Regions from separate parts of the Mus musculus genome. Here region 2 is linked to region 1. The links are chromatin contacts, called in public HiChIP or PLAC-seq maps. All regions are on one chromosome and are shown on one strand. The core of a region is the stretch at or near the end of the contact, and the rest is flanking DNA. Distances in the headings are between cores, read along the strand shown.

The links. HiChIP or PLAC-seq counts read pairs in DNA pulled down with a chosen protein or histone mark.
Region 2: an H3K27ac HiChIP or PLAC-seq map of the NIH/3T3 cell line shows a contact between it and region 1, with 3 times the contacts expected there. The contact joins two enhancer-like sites. A contact is called at or near these places in 1 of 39 promoter capture datasets (the SN4741 cell line), 2 of 115 datasets of contacts at active chromatin or transcription factors (the NIH/3T3 cell line and fibro-adipogenic progenitors) and 1 of 9 other capture datasets (macrophages).

What each region holds. Positions count from the first base shown.
Region 1 is chr1:158,762,984-158,766,152 of GRCm38.p6, reverse strand. It overlaps Pappa2 (pappalysin 2), which reads left to right. Exons shown (of 23, transcript NM_001085376.3): 18 at 1,057-1,225; 19 at 2,949-3,084. Among named protein-coding and RNA genes, the nearest start is that of Pappa2, 190 kb to the left of the region's middle. Within about 2 kb of position 1,707, at least 16 of the 459 cell types and tissues checked have an H3K27ac peak or open chromatin away from gene starts, as enhancers often do. A contact at or near this core is called in the NIH/3T3 cell line, where this site is marked.
Region 2 is chr1:158,947,155-158,950,323 of GRCm38.p6, reverse strand. The region is part of intron 2 of Pappa2 (pappalysin 2); the gene reads left to right. Among named protein-coding and RNA genes, the nearest start is that of Pappa2, 9.4 kb to the left of the region's middle. Within about 2 kb of position 1,428, at least 36 of the 459 cell types and tissues checked have an H3K27ac peak or open chromatin away from gene starts, as enhancers often do. A contact at or near this core is called in the NIH/3T3 cell line, where this site is marked.

The DNA.
Region 1 (3,169 bases), core at 458-2,957:
AAGCTACCATCTACATGGTAGAGAGAGCCAGTGACCAAAAGGTTGTTTATATTTTGAATTGTGAGCTTATCTGCAACCACGAGTTTTGTGAATCAGAAGTGGATATGCTAAAACAGCCAAACTGGAAAGCACCTTCTGACTGCAGTGAGTCAGAGGGGGTGGAGTGGAATTTGCAGTAACAAGAATCCTGGTGCGTCTGACTCCCATCCATCTTAAGCCCACTCTCTGGTCAGGGGCCATGTCTGGACCTAAGATGGAGGGACAGTTCTTCTAAGACAATCTTAAGTCATACCCACTCAAGGATCAAGTGAAAGGTGGGAACCTATTCCAAGGGGGTGGGGGATCAACATGTACTCAAACAAAACAGGGCTAGTAAACTCAGGAAGAGATTGTCCTTTGAAGGTCAGGTGAGCCTCTATTTCAGAACAGTAACTCTCCTCAAAGAAGCAATGGCTATTAACAGCTTCAGCAAATGTAACCCCACAGATCAGGCTCTCTTCAAGTTATATCTGATTCGTCCCCTGAGTGTGACAGCTCGGCTGTTCTCTGAACTATATGATGTCTCCCAATGTGCTAATATGTGAAACTTTGCCTGTAAACAGTCCAGTTGATGTTATTTACCCACTCTCTTGGAAGTAGCAAGTCAAGTATACAAAAACTCCTAACACTGCTAACCACAATAAAGACATTTCAATTTCATGGCCCACAATGGGACGTTTGACTAAATAGAACCTATTACTCTCCCTTTTTATTTTGTTTATTTTTGTGCACATGAGTGCATTAATGGGCATATCTCTCTCTCTCTCTCTGTCTCTCTCTCTCTCTCTCTCTCTCTGTGTGTGTGTGTGTGTGTGTGTGTGTGTGTGTGTGTGTGTGTGTGTAGTGTGTGAGTGTGTGGTCCTTCTAGCACATAGGTTCCAGGGGTTCAGTTCAGGTCTTCAGGCTTGCCACCTTTATCCTCTGAGCCATGTCACTGGTCGGGTTTGCTAATGTTTGTCACACATTTCTGAGGGTCCAGTCTTTCCTTATGGGCTGTTTGGTTTCATGTCTTATTAGCAAGTTCCTGAAGATCCAGTGCCTGGATGATGGAAGCTGGGAACAAGGGAGCTGCGTCCCCGTGGTTTGTGAGCCTCCTCCTCCGGTGTTTGAAGGCATGTACGAATGTACTGATGGCTTCAAGCTGGACAGCCAGTGTGTGCTCAACTGTAACCAGGAAACGGAAGGGGTAAGGAAGGCTCTGTGAACTTCATTTGCATGAGACTGTGCTCTCACCTGTCACATGGCCATGACATGATTTCTGAGAAGTGAACTTAAAAACCCAGCAGGCAAATCTTCATGCAGCCAGGCTCTAGTGAGAGGCACTGATATTGTTCCCTGGAGAGTTCCTAATCGTGTTAGTGTTTTGGAGCATTCTCTTCCAATTTCAGAGTGTTCTTTGAGATAAGGAGAAGAAATCAGTGAGTAGGATACCAGGGTTCATTTCAAGCTACTCTAGGATCCTGATTGGGCAGTACAGTCAACTCTCATTGGTGGACTGACCTACCTGGGTAGAAATGCAGGAGCTGTGAATTTTATTTTATTTTTTTTTTGGCAGTAGAACAAAGTCCCAAACAAAAACATGAATTTCTGAGCAAAGCATCTTGAAGTGCTACTTGCCTGTTACCCTCCCTAGGATGCTGGCACAAGTCTGAACTAAAAACCACAACCTTATCATAATTGTATGACTAAACACAGTTTTGTTTTAGACACTGCAAGTACCACACACACACACACACACATGAGACAGGAAATCAAGTAGACTTTGAAGGCAAAACTCAATGGCCTTCACTACACCCTTGGCATGAACAGATGTGAAAAGAATGGGTGGTAAAATGAGATCCAAAGACATCAGACATGCCAGTGTGAACTGACTAGTTAAGACAGCAAGGGGTTTGCCAGACAAGGGCTGGGTTATTGATAGATCTGTATTTTCTCCCTTGGGTTTTATAGTTCTTAATTTTCTCTGTGTTTTATCTAGGTAGAGTATACTTTGATTATTTTTTGTTGTTGGGGCGGGGGGTCCTGGGGTGAACCAAGAGTTACACCAGGCAACAGACATATGGAGAAAAGGAATAGATTTCAAACAGGATTTAAAAGCAGCAGGAATATATGTATTTCAGTAGAGGGGCAAAGACATACGTTTAGGAAAATTATTAATTACTTTCACTATACAAAACCTGCCTTGGAAAAAATATTCAGCATTTGCCACAAGCAACATTTGTGTGATAATATGTACAATTCAGGGCATAGCAACACCATCTGGAAAAAATTTCCTAAAACAGCCTACAATACACAGCTCTGGTCAGTATCTTATTATATCCTCAGAGCTGAAGGAGAATATAATGGTGCTAAGTTTCATGAATAGAAAACTTATTACGATTGCTTCACATGGAAGCAAGAGCTTGTCTTAGGTTCCCTGTTTGTTTACCCTTCCATCCTTCTTTCCTTTCCTTTCCTTCCCTTCCCTTCCCTTCCCTTCCCTTCCCTTCCCTTCCCTTCCCTTCCCTTCCCTTCCCTTCCCTTCCCTTCCCTTCCCTTTGCTTCTCTTCTCTGTTTGCCATTTCTAACTCTACTTATTGTTCTTTTTTTAAAAATGAATTATTTATTTATTTTATGTATATGAATATACTGTAGCTGTCTTCAGACACATCAGAAGAGGGCATCAGATCTCATTACAGATGATTGTGAGCCACCATGTGGTTGCTGGGAATTGAACTCAGGACCTCTGGAAGAGCAGTCAGTGCTCTCAACTGCTCTGAGCCATCTCTCCAGTCCTCTCCGTATTGTTCTAATCATCACTTAGCCCAAGTTCCAGAAGTTAAAGGATATTATCATTTACTCAGACCATTTTCCCATCCTACAATGAAAACATAATAACAATAGTTCTGTTCTTATATTTGATATTCTAGATTCCCATCCTCTGCACTAAAGAGGGGTTGTGGACCCAGGAATTCAAGTTGTGTGAAAACCTGCAAGGAGAATGCCCACCACCCACCTCAGAGCTGAATTCTGTGGAGTACAAGTGTGGACAGGGATATGGGATCGGTAAGAACAGAGATCTGTTCATGTCACCCTCTTTGCTTTAGGACTCGGAGTGCATCCATCTGTGGCTGGATTTGTAGCTCTGAAA
Region 2 (3,169 bases), core at 179-2,678, 180 kb before region 1:
CTAACATGGCCGGTTCTGGCTCAGGTATCATCAAAAGTCTTCCAGACTATGCTTTGACTGCTTCTTTCTTTTCTCTTTCTCCCAGGGTCAGGTTAATATCATGGGGTGATAGCTCTCCCAGCCCTTTCCTAACTCTTTCCATATTTTTGCTCAGAGTTTCTTTCATTGAATAAAATCTTTCCTATTTAACCCTACTCTGGGCATCTGCTCTTATACCACTCTGTTACCCAAATGAGGATTTGTATTCCGTTTTTCTGGAGACACGTGGGACGGCATGTGTAACAAGCTGCTCAGCTTAGATGCTGCTGCTGCTGCTGCTGCTGCTGCTGCTGCTGCTGCTGCTGCTGCTGCTGCTGCTGCCATGGCTGCCGCTGCATGTGCACCATCGCACACTTACAGGACTCCAGATTTATAAGCATAGGACAGTGTGTGACAGATTTTTTTTTTTCTGCAAAAGAACAGATGCTAAGTAGTTCAGGCTTTGTAGGCCATATAGAGCTCATGATGCAACTCCTAAACTCTGCTGTTAGTATGTGCACATTGCCACAGTTGATGCACGACCACATTGGTAGGCTGTGTTCCAATAAAACTTTATCAAAGCAAGTGTCATGCTGGGCTTTGCTCCTCGGTAATTGTTTGCAGAGCTTCGGTGTCGAGTGTTCATCCTGAAGGCCATGCTTCCTCTACCATTCTTCTGGCCTTGTTTCTTCATTCCACATGATCCACAAAAATCCATGCTTATCTATAGTGCTCTACCAGATAAGCTCTAAGCAACAGGTTTCTGGGGAACGCTAAGCCACTTTAGCGGGACATTAGATTCTGAAGCATCACAAAAGAGAGAAAGCAGGAAGATGTAGTTCATGTGGCTCCCTTAGAGTACAATGATGTTTTCAGGGTTTTGTGCTAGCTGGGCACTTGAACCTGGTCTGGTCAAGGCTCAGCATCTGACTCACAGCTTTCTACCTGAGACTCTGAAATCATCTAGTAGCCTAGTGTGGGTTGGAGGCAGATGGATTTCCTCTGAGAACTACGGTAGGGTGATCATCCCATTCACTGCACTTCTGCCTTAGTACCTGATGCGTGCTATTGCCTAACCTTGTTGAGGGAAAGAGCTCTCGTAGGCTCTGTTTGGTCTCAGACAGGCATCACGGCAATCGAGCCTTCTGGATTCAGGTGGCATTGGAGTAGCCTCAGTCCTCTGTGAGGCATGATCTCTCCCAGGCCTCAAGGATGAGATGAAAACTCCAGAGAACTTTGGATGTCGGTCCTAGCATGGAGCACAGGTTGCTAGGAGTAACAGAGTCAGAGCTGTGAAAAGTAGGAATCAGCTCTGGCAAATGCAACTATTTGCCTGTAACCAGCAACACTTCATTCTTTCTCACCCCTGCCTTCTCCCTCATGCACCTTTCCTTGTTCCTCTGGGGCTGGCCATCTGATTCATTCAGGATGTGCATGCCAGGAGGTCTGGCTCCATCTCTTTCCTGTTTTAGTTCAGGCCTTGCAGAGACCAAATAAATACCTTATTCGATCCACATTTAGGGAGAGGAGGAAGAGGAGGAGGAAGGGGGAAGGAGGACGAGGAGGAGGGGGGAAGGAGGAGGAGGAGGAAGGGCAAAGGGGGAAGGAGGAGGAGGAGGAAGGGGGAAGGAGGAGGAGGACGGAGAGGAGAAGGAGGGTGCAGCAACACCTTCACTTGGATCCCGAGCCCATACACCCTGCATGTTCAGGAGCTTGAGTTCCTGATGTCACAAATAAGTACATAAATCTCATGATTCTGCCCTTGAGGCCCTGGAGCTAGGTTACTCCGGGGCCTTGTCAAATCTGTTTCTGTTCACCTCACATACACCCTCACCCTGTACCTTCCAGAGAGCATATTTCTTTGCCAAATATGTGTCCCTCAAAACAACAACATTCTTCACTTCCCGTGTTTACTACCTGCTTTAAAACAATCTTACTTAAAAAAAGAAGAAGAAGAAGGAGGAAAGAAAACAGTTAGGAAGTAAAATTCAGGGCAAACAGGAACCGTTTTCTCTATGACTCAGAAGTGAGTGATGGGGTAAAGTGGTTCTTCTCAGACATACAATATAGCAACTGCTTGCAAAGCTTCAGAGCATTTGGAAGTTGAAGCATTGCCATGACAACCAGTTGGGAGAGCAAGGTCAGTAGTTGTGACTCATGTCTAGTTGGGAAGTCCAGGCAACTGATTCTAGGTGAAATCAACGAGCTTTAACACTGATTGGACACTCCACCCTTAGCCAACAACTGTACACTTTCCTCTTTTATTCAAGAACTTTCTGTACATCTGAAGCAGATTATGAAAGTAGTTTGGTATTATACATGCTCATTCATTCATTCATCCATTCATTTGTTCAACATTTATTGAGCATCTATTAGGCAAAGTACCAGATATTATTACCCGTTCTAGAGAGTTAAGAATAAGTAAGAGCGGTGCCTACAAGATGCTCACAGTCTGGTGACAGGCTTTTTATAAATGTTAATTTTAACATTTATAAATTTTAACATTTATACATGTTAATTTTAATTTAAATCTATACTGTAATTTAATATGGCGCTGCATTTCTTTATCCTAACTAGTTCCCCAACAATGACACAGACCAAGATTTATTTTAAAGCTTCACTTCAATACCTGGGCACTCTATCTTAATCCCCATAATAATGGCACATAGGGTCTTCCACTCTCCAGCCAAACTCTATAAACTCCTTCCTCTTCTTCCCGAAGGCTCAATCTTCCCCTTCACCCACCCCCCTCCCTCCACCCCCACCCCCTTTCCCTGCCTGGTGGAAGTCCCGCCCTATTCTCTCTTCTGCCCAGCCATTGGGTGATCAGCTTTTATTGGCAAGGAAGAGAATAAATGGTAAGCATTGTTTACACAAACTTGAGAAAGGGGATTCTTGACATAAGCATTACAGTGCCCATAACTCTGTGTCTAGATTGAAATAAGATATGAGGACAGAGAAATCAGTATTCAAATAACACAAGGGTAAACTTTACACGTTACACAAAAACACAATGCCTACAATTATAATCTTCCTCTTGGGAGCGAACAGCTCTATATCAGTGAGAGGTAACCGGAGTCAGGACTGGCAGGTGCAGAATTGGGGGTGGGGTGCAAACGGGAAGAATAATGTCAGATGTCCTAGTGGTGCC